Linked DNA regions of Capsicum annuum: region 2 is linked to region 1. Evidence: chromatin contacts called from public Hi-C data. All regions are on one chromosome and are shown on one strand. The core of a region is the stretch at or near the end of the contact, and the rest is flanking DNA. Distances in the headings are between cores, read along the strand shown. Region 1 overlaps LOC107877852 (galacturonokinase). Region 2 overlaps LOC107877854 (subtilisin-like protease SBT2.5).

Evidence for each region. A called contact is a pair of places that touch in the nucleus more often than the background predicts.
Region 2: a Hi-C map of bud shows a contact between it and region 1, with 7 times the contacts expected there. The contact joins two enhancer-like sites. A contact is called at or near these places in 4 of 5 Hi-C or Micro-C datasets (bud, leaf and placenta).

The regions. Positions count from the first base shown.
Region 1 is chr7:45,773,292-45,778,472 of UCD10Xv1.1, forward strand. LOC107877852 (galacturonokinase) reads left to right here. Exons shown (of 14, transcript XM_016724615.2): 9 at 472-647; 10 at 1,053-1,093; 11 at 1,178-1,206; 12 at 1,354-1,423; 13 at 1,517-1,606; 14 at 1,728-2,243. The coding sequence ends at 1,996. It overlaps LOC107877853 (ADP-ribosylation factor-like protein 2), which reads right to left. Exons shown (of 8, transcript XM_016724618.2): 7 at 3,197-3,277; 8 at 2,494-2,786. The coding sequence ends at 2,649. Among protein-coding and RNA genes, the nearest start is that of LOC107877853, 14 kb to the right of the region's middle. Within about 2 kb of position 1,815, at least 3 of the 5 cell types and tissues checked have an H3K27ac peak or open chromatin away from gene starts, as enhancers often do. A contact at or near this core is called in bud and leaf, where this site is marked.
Region 2 is chr7:45,886,988-45,891,934 of UCD10Xv1.1, forward strand. It overlaps LOC107877854 (subtilisin-like protease SBT2.5), which reads right to left. Exons shown (of 11, transcript XM_016724624.2): 9 at 4,325-4,592; 10 at 3,696-3,977; 11 at 1,584-2,369. The coding sequence ends at 1,963. Among protein-coding and RNA genes, the nearest start is that of LOC107877854, 25 kb to the right of the region's middle. Within about 2 kb of position 2,109, at least 4 of the 5 cell types and tissues checked have an H3K27ac peak or open chromatin away from gene starts, as enhancers often do. A contact at or near this core is called in bud and leaf, where this site is marked.

The sequences.
Region 1 (5,181 bases), core at 565-3,064:
TGTGAAAGGTTGGCTAGGGATGGGTCAAGCGAGGGAGAGGTAGACTGAAGAAATATTGGAGGGAGATGATTAGACAAGACATGGAGCAGCTCCAGCTTACTGAGGATAGGAAATTGTGGAGGCGGCGGATTAGGGTAGAAGGCTAGTATGAGTTTAGGATGTTGTATCTTTGTTGTACTGCTTGGTGTATCTTGTTTATGGTATTATTGAATATGTTGATTTCTTGGTATTTGTCCTTTTATTATTCCTTGTCTAGATTGTTTTATTTTGAGCCGGGGGTCTATTGGAAATAACTTCGCTATCTCATTTGTGAGGTAGTGGTATGGACTGCGTATACTTACCCTCCTCAGAGCCCACTTGGTGGAAATATACTGTGTATGTTGTTGTTGTTGTTGTGCATCTTTTGTTGTTTTCGTCTGATACAGATTGTGTTCTCTGGAAAACTCTGACAATTATAGACCACGTGTGCAGACAATAGAACACAAACTGATACACCCGCCAGAGGTGCAAAATAATCATGAAGGAGAGAGAGGTAATGCATACAAGATATTGCTGGCCTTTTCAGGTCTTAAACAGGCATTGACAACGAGTCCTGGATATAATCGACGAGTTGTGGAGTGTCAAGAGGCTGCAAAAGTTCTGTTGCAGTAAGATAATTTCCTACTATTGAAGCTTGCATACTGGAATGACAAACGTTTATTTTTCAAGTTATGGTCATGGAATGCATGCCTGTTTATTGATTGAATACCAAGACATGAACTGTAAATCCTAAATGTAGGTCACTCTCCATTAAGATAAATATGTTATCTTTAAATCTTGAAGGAAATGTACAAAGAGGATGAACATTCTTTAATGATTGAACTCAAACCTTCTTCTGAACTTTCCTGAAAGGTTGAAGCAGTCCAAAGACTAATGAAATCTTATTGAATTATTCATAATGAAATTGAAGTGTGATGAAGTACGATGAGATCTAATTCATTTCTATCAAAGCTCTCAATCCTAGGACTTAAGGGTTTTTATTTCTTCTTCTGACTCTAATATTTACCTTCTAGAGCTTCAGGGAATGAAGAGTTGGAACCTGTTCTATCAAATGGTAGGATATCCGGCCTGCAGTTGTTTTTGAGATAGTAATGCAGCTTTAATGATGATGTTGACGACAAATCTATTCTTTATGCAGTTAAACCAGAAGATTTTGAAGTCCACAAGGTAAAATCCTCAAGTAAATATTGGATGTTTAAATACTCAACCATCATTATGCAAAAATGTCATTTGTGACATTTATTTGTGGAAATGTTTTTCTCATTTACATGGATCAATTGTATCTATACCATGTTTTTGGAATTTTCTTTTCAGAGCAAATTAGAAGCCAACCTAGTTAAACGAGCAGAGCATTATTTCTCTGAAAACGAGAGAGTTCTGAAAGGTATTATTCTATATAGATCTTTGCTCCTTCTATTTCATGTTGAGCTTTGGGTCAGTCTATTCATAACTAAACATCATTTGTGGTCTGTTTAAGGACTTGATGCTTGGGCTTCCGGAAACCTTAAAGAATTCGGAGATCTTATTACAGCATCTGGTCTAAGTTCTATTCAAAACTATGAGTGTGGTAAGTGTTTATTTTCGAACTTGATATCTTAATTTCATTGTATTCGATACATAGCTTTCTCGATAATTTGTGTCGAGGGACAAGAATAACCAAATCTTGCGCTTCACTTCAATGATTTTAGGTTGTGAACCACTTATACAGCTATATGAGGTTCTTCTGAGGGCCCCTGGTGTTCTTGGGGCGCGGTTTAGTGGTGCAGGATTCCGAGGCTGCTGTCTTGCATTTGTAGAAGCAGATAGAGCAGAAGAAGCTGCAAGTTTTGTGAAGAACGAGTACTTTAAGCTCCAGCCCAATTTGGCGAGCCATCTCAATCAAGGACCGGCTGTATTGATATGTGATGCAAGTGACTCTGCACGGGTGATCAGCAACACTTTCAGTCAGCTAGATTAGTAAACGTACTCATATTCATATTTATAGCTCCACTATATCGCATTTATCTGTTCTTTTCAGATTATTTGTATTTTTGTACCCTTTGTCTTCCTACTATTTCATTTTCAATGTATATTAAATTGGACGTTGGAGATGGATTCCATCAAATAAATTGTATTGGTTTTCCTTGCTGAATTTCTGTACTAACCTGACTACTATTGACGGACAGAGTCCTTTTTGCTTATAGTTTATGAGTTTGGTTCTTGTATATTTCGTTTATGGTTGAAATTGCATCAATTTTGCTGAAAAGCAAATGGTTCGTTTAAGCCCCTTCCCACCTGCCGCACCATCCGAAAGAATACTACAATTAGAACTATATTTCAAACTCAAGCACGTTGAGGCCCGGAATTCTCCTCCTCAATATTCGATAAAGGCATATTTTGTATTGTGAGATAATTCATCATAATATTATGTTGGTTGTCAACTTTACCGCAATTCTCCTCCATGTACTAGAAAGATCGTCAAAAATTTTGATGGTATTTAATAAATTGACGTCTTATCAAGCTAATATATGATTTTTGACCTGTACATCCACAAGTATTCTGAATGGTACATCCAAAAGTTTTTTTAAAAAGTCATCTTGCAGGAATCAAAACATTAATGTGGACTTCACTTAATCAAGCATATAGATTCGTGATGCAACGTCTTGTACCAGCCAATCAAATCCCTCAAGTATTCCGTCTCCAGTGTATGCACTACATCCCACGATTCTCCAGTGCCTGCTATTGTCCATAGCCTCCAGATTAAGCACCTGAATCAGAAGAAAAATTAAGAATCCTCTGTGAATGTCAATTTTATGAATGATTAACCATACACAAAAAAGAAGCAAGGAACCATATGGAAAAAGGTTACTAGTCAACTGCAGTAATTTCAAAACTACTACGTAATACTTTCTAACCACCACTAGAAAGAAGCTTCTCTCCTGATCTCTCAGTATTTCGGTTTTGCATAACTGGATCTTCGGATTTCTGAACGCATGCAAAACATATTACCAATTTAAACCTACTTGGCAACAAGATGATTTAGAGTAAGTTCGTGCCTAAACCTTCAACGTAATTGCAATCATAGATTGCATCTGTATTACTTCCAAGCATAAGAACTTCACTTCAATGTTTGTTCAACATAGTTTAAGCCTTAAGGTATAACAAGAAGCATCCTTACTTTGGCTATTTCATCTGGAGAAAGAGCACCTTGTATGTCCTGCTTATTTGCAAAAATCAATAATGATGCTCCTGATAGCCTCTGCCAAGGAGAAAAGAGTAGTGGACACAGAACATAAAACACTACACAAAAATCATTTCCAATGGTTGACATTGCAGGTTCCTTCTTTGTCACTAGTCATACTAAGCCTCACCAGAAATGAACTGTTATCATATGAAGAATAATCAGAGAGACTATTTTCTGCAATTATCAAGTTGCAGAGTACTCCTGGTATCACTTACTGAGGTGCTCAAGGAGATGAGTAACTTATTAAGAACAAAAGAAAACGGAAACAATGTGCTAAACTAGGTAAAATGGCAACATTAATGGATTCATTCAATAACTTCCATTACAATCTATATTTGACCTTTGTGCGTATGAATTAAAGAAAGGAGGAGGTCAATCAAAAAGAGAAGTTATTAATCAAAGGTCCTTCAATGCACATGTGAAAGTTGTGTATGAATTAGCCGACCAACACTTTGGCTACTAATAAAGGAATAGGACCTTACTAATTTATTAGGATATGTTACCCTTTCTACAGTGAGTGCAGTGAAGGACTCTCGCCTGACATGCCTGTTTGACTTATATGGTATCATCAACTTGCTTTTCAATCAAACGAATTTCATAACCATAAAGTAAGACCTCTTTTTCGGGAGGAGCCCTGCCCCTAGTTGATGTAGTCAATCAGTAGGCAATCAAAAAAGCTACGCACCTTCACTAAACTTTAATGAAGAAAGCTCTTTCATCCTATACTGATTTACTGAAAACGGGTTTGCACGTTATTTTTTGGGACACAAAGGCTATTACAGACACATCAAAGAAGACTTTTTGAAGCATGTAATGCACACATTCAACAAACCCAGCAAAAACCAACAGCAAGATTTATCCCTCATTTATTAACATGATAGTCTACGGGCGGACAGTTAGGCAGAACATATTATAGGTAAATAATATTAAAATGCTAATGGCACCAACATTATGAAACTCGTAACTAAACGAATAGCGCTACTAAATGTGCATAGGCAGTTCAGTTAGAAAATAACTAATAGGTTCTGTATACAATTTATTATTTTCATAGCCACACAAATAAGTTCCCAGAGAAAACTTTAATTGAGATTATTATGATGATGATGATTTTGGCCGAGGGCAGAAGGAAGCTATAACATGTCAATGAGGAGTGCAACTTGCATCAAACAAGGTTATAGCATATGTTACTTCTCGCCTTCCCTGTTAAAGAATATGCAGCTAAGCAACAAAATGGATGTCGACAGAAAATGACGACGTAAATGATAGCAAATGCTAATTAACTCGAAAATAACAAAATATTCAAACAAGTGTCATAATAAGCAGAAGCTGGCAACATTTCCACAGCGAAGTCTGAGATTGGATGCGCTTTTGACAAGTGAATTTACTGAAAACTCATCCCCTTGCTTCGGACTCACTATTTTGCATTTAGACCACTATGAAATTCTCCCTGCGTTCCAGTTTACGTGGCAATATTTCCTTTTTAGTCTGTTACGAAAAAGAATGACAGCTTTCTAAATTTGGATACAATTTAACTTGATTCTTCCCAACCATTGATGACAAGCTTTTATAGCCCTGCACATTTTTTGGCAAGTTAAGACCATGTGTTTCGAAAGCTTTATAAACACACAAATGTCATGACATGATTAAAACCATTAGTTTTTGTGAGAAATAATGGAGAAAATATTGTTATTGAATTGTTGTAACAATATTATTACATTGAGGCTCTGTATATAGACATTACATTCTAATCCTTTTCCTAATAGGACACCATATTACAATCTTTTTCCAAGTAGCATTTTATATGTTATTCCTATTCCTACTCATATTCTAACACTCCCCCTCAAGCTGGTTCATAGAAGGCATATGTACCAAGCTTGTTATGAATGTAATTAATACGAGGATCGGTGCGGGACTTGGTG
Region 2 (4,947 bases), core at 859-3,358, 110 kb after region 1:
AATTTTGAAATAATTAATCTCGGGATTAATTATCTTCGGATAACTATTTTCCAACCAAATGACCCCTTAGGGGTCGTTTGGTTTGAATGTAAGTTATGTTGGGATTAGTTAAGATAAGATAAGTTATACTGAAATTAATTATGTTGGGCTTAGTTTTTATTGAGTGTTTGGTTTGTTGTATTCAAAGTAATATGCATGGTATAATTTCTAAGAATAATTTAATTGATTACAAAAACATTCTTCATCTTATTTAGCTTTTTTTATATAATTTTTTTTCAAGCTTTAAATATTCATTCTTAAAAATAAAACTTTCATCTTATTTAGCTTAATTTTTTTGTGTGTGTGCATTTCCATAATTATATTGTGTATTTAAAAATAACTTTTTATCTTATTTAGCTTAAATTTTTTTGTGGGTGCCTTCCCATGATTATGCGGTCTGTATTAAAATTTTTTTTACTACATTATATTTAATTTGAAATAAAACTTTCAGCTTAAGTTTGTTAAAGTAAAGAAAAAATTGTTATTTATGTCACTTCACTTAAACACGCATCACTCATATAATATAAAATATTAAAATTCATTTTAATTGATATATACAATATCAATTTTCAAGTGATTAAAAATTTAATTCAAAATATATAATTCCACAATGGAGTCAACATTTTTATTATTCTTAACAAAAATCAAAATATATAAATAAACATAATAATTACTCAAATAAATTTAACGTATAATATATTCATAAATAAAAAAAGATATTATATAATGTAATTTTTTAAATAAAATATATGAAGATTTATCATAAAATAACGAGGAGTGGAGGTTGTGAATGCTATTATAAATAAATTGTATTAAAAATATTGTGAACATGCATGGATGTGAAAAATGATAATAAAAAGAGTCAGTAAGGGTATTTTTGTCATTTTAATTACTTTAACCAAGGATAACTTATTCAGGTATTATTATACCACAAAGAGAGGGTGACAACTTATCTCGATACTAATTAATAATCCTAAAATAAATTATCCCAACTTGTACAACCAAACAAGCAATTATGATGCATTAAAATTTTATCCCAAGATTATCTACTCCTATCCCTCAAACCAAACGATCCCTTAACATGTCTCTAAATGTTATCAATGTCAACTTAGAAGCAGATATAAACCTTACTTAGGAGTAAATTGATAAAATTACATTTTATTTCTAGGAATTAAGTAGTTTATTAAGGGAAATGTCAAACCCAAAACATGCACTTAAATAGGAAGGTTTGGGGTCGCGGATAAGGGTATTAGGCTAATGCGAGGGTGGGTTGTATCTTGTAATCTGTTTCAAAAAGAGTAGCCCCTTTTCTTTTTTGGCAATACTTTAATTTCATTTTTCCACCTGACATGTTTAGAACCACAAGATTAAAAGACATTTTGGTACATTTGACACAACTTTAATTTAAGGCCACAAGATTCAAAAGTTCTTTATTTTCTTAAACTTTGTGTCAAGTCAAAGTAAGTCATTCTTTTTTAAACGGGAAAAGTATTTGTGAAGGATGTGTGAAATCAAATATAGACAAGTTAACATGGAGGAGGGACTAAGTGGCAAATAATTAAGTGCATTAAATTGGAAGCTTTGATTAACTTATACAAGAGGAAATTGAAAATAAACTAGGGAAGATACAAACCTACCTACCTTCCCTTTTCTAACTCTTAGAAAGGCCTGAGGGCCTGCATGCCATACATACCAGAAGGGGGGGAGATAAAAGACACTCCACCATGTTACAACAGAATTAGCAAAACTTAGGATGGGAAGAAACTACTTCTCCCTTCATACTATTAAACTTTACATGATTTTCACTTCATACCTTATATATATATTTGGAGAAAACACATCTAACCATATGCATCTTATTCTCACAGATCCAAAGAATATGGCAGCAAACGAGATATTTCAACTTTGGATGCAAACACCGGTCTATCGATCATAACCCATAGCTGCAACAGGGATCCTGACTTTGTGCCCTCTGCTACCTTTCAGTAAAACCTCTCCGAAACTGTAGGCTCCTGTTACTGATCGGACAGTGAGTGTTACCGTGAATTTCCTTGACGCACCACGTCTTAAAGTCATTGCAGGAGGATTAGTTTCAATGGCAACTTCTGGAGCCATTCGTGCTGTTACAACATAAGTTTCTTCCTCAGCAACATTTGTCACTGTGCGTGTGATTACTCGAGTTCCCACAAGGTGTGAAACTGCAATCGAGGGTGAGTTGAAATTTGATGGGTGACCAAGGGTGTAGTTGCATGGGGAATGCGTGAAGTTCCTTATTTCGTGAGCATCAATTCCAGGCACAGTGCACAAGAACCCCAAATAATCTTGATAACCTAAAATCAATCAAACAAAAGCTAAAGCAGTTACAACATATTGAAAACTTTGTTATCAAGAGTCAGAATGCAGTTCAGAAAGCTGTTTGCATGTGGAATTCAACCCCGCATGAAGTTACACCCACTGTATAGCTGCAAAAATTATGGATAAAAAAGTATATTTTATAACGTTCCTGAAAGCCAAAAGAACCATCACAACTCTCGCAAGTTCGTGAGAATTCAATCTTCTCTTATACTATTTTTCATGAAGAGAATCTTCCACTATACTATTACTCCCTCCGCTTCAATTTATGTGGCCTATTTTGACTTGGCACTGAATTTAAGAAAGTAAAGAGAACTTTTGAATCTTGTGCTCTTAAACTAAAAATATGTTAAATGTACCAAAATGTCTTTTAATCTAGTGGTCCTAAACATGTCATTTGGATAGTTGAAATTAAAGAGCTGCTAAAAAGGAAAGAGGCGTTCTTTTTGAAACGCACTAACCAGCAAAGTAGGCCAAACAAAATTGCAACGGACGGGGTATAAGTTCCCCGTACTTCTTCTGTCCATATAAATTTCTTTTCTGCAGATTTTGCCACTAAAATGTCGTATACGCATTTACATTTCTTGAATTCTATTTTACTTTTTTAAGGAAAGATGTTTAGATAAGGCCATAGAGAAGTCAAGAGGTGCATGCCAATCTTCACAAGGATCATAGCAAGTCAACAGAAATGAGAACAGCACATCTCAAGTTCAACTTCAGCCAACCAAAACTAATTGCAAAGCAGGAGACAAAATCTTGGAGGGGTATGATGAAGCTGAATTTTTCTTCACGAAGATAGTGTGAAAAAATTAGTTACTTCATTTTTATAACCGAGAAAATCCCAAGTACCAATGGTGCAAGGTCCAAGACTCAGTTGATAATGGGTCTGCCCACTACCGTTCTCCACTTAACTACCAATCTTTGGTATATGGGAAAGTTCGAACTTCTGATGTGTGTCTAAATCCACACATGTGCTGTTTTACTCCTAGCACTAGACCAAATCCTTGAGGCCCTAGAGTGGAAAATTATCACAACTCGAGTGAGGGAACAGTCATGATTGTGTACTCCTGTATCATTCCAAATTAGAAAGGAAACAAAAGAGAGACTAAAAACCTTGCAACTAGACTATACAACTCAAGTGTATCAAAGGTAATTAGCCGATAGGATCCCCAGATTTAGTAATTATTAAAGGCACTAACTATTCCCAATTAGAAAGAGGTATGTATTATCCAAGTAGGATTTATAATCTGGTTAGAAAAAATAAGGTATATCAAAACTAGAGGGAACGAGGCACAGAAGATCACCTGCATCAAAAACAAGTCCAGGATCCAAAGCTGCTCTAGGATTAACATGTCCACTTCCATAGTCAAATGGAGTAGCTGGGACGAGCGTCAAGGTCTCAGATCCAGAATACTGTTGTGCTTGAAGCGGTCTCTCTGCCCTATCAATGGTTGATGAAGTTGTCATCAATGCCGATTTAATAGCAGCAGGGCTCCAATGAGGGTGGTGCTGCTTGATAAGGGCTGCTATTCCTGCTATATGGGGTGCTGCCATGCTGGTTCCAGAGATCAATGCAAATCCTTCACCTGATTCAAGCAAATTTATGAAGTACGTGTAAAATACATTTCCTTTTGAGACTGACATATGTTTAATACATTTTGACCGTGCAACTTATTTTTCTTGCTCTAAGCCTTCCTTTCCCACCATCACTTTAAGTCATTTATCGATTTAGTCTGAACTTAAGGTCAACTAAATGGACATAAATGATCAATTTTCTTGGTATCAGATTAAGTCCATTATGCAAGAGGAGCATCAAATTCAGAACATACAACTAGGCATCTAATTCTCTCTTTCACAAAATGGTACAATCTAACAAACAACATAAAACATTTTAATTGATTTACCTATAAACAATAATATGAAGGCTACATACCACAATAGTTGGCTTCATCTGTCCCATTGGGAGCCCAGGCAGCCCATATAAGAGAACCAGGAGCCAGTATATCGGGTTTCAGGAGATCAGCATCCTGAAAGCTATAATCTTTGACATTAGGTCCTCTAGCAGAGAAGATAGCTACTTGAGGTGCAGATTTGTGGAGTATCGGCCTCAACCCATTCCCAATGCTTCCTGTTGATTTAAAGCTCTTAACTCGTCCAGTCCAATCTCTTGAAGTGCTGATGTTGTAGTAATTAACAAGCTCCTGAAAATAGAGACAAGCATACAACTTTTAAATAATGTTAGCAAAAAGAGAGAGTTCTACCTATATAAGCGAAATTGAAATAGCATTTAATGAGACCACAAGTTGAACCAAACACTGCTTTTAAGTCACTAGAAGGGACATCGATTGCTTTTTTCCTTCGGATACTATATATGAGAAGAGACCAGTTTTTCAAGAGCGGCAGTCCGTCCGTCCATGCTTTATGGTGCTAAGTGTTGGCCAGTCAAGAACTCCCACATTCAAAAATTGAAGGTAGCGGAAATGAGAATATTGCGTTGGATGTGTGGACTTACTAGAGGGGATAGAGTTAGAAATGAGTTTATCCGGGAGAAGGTGG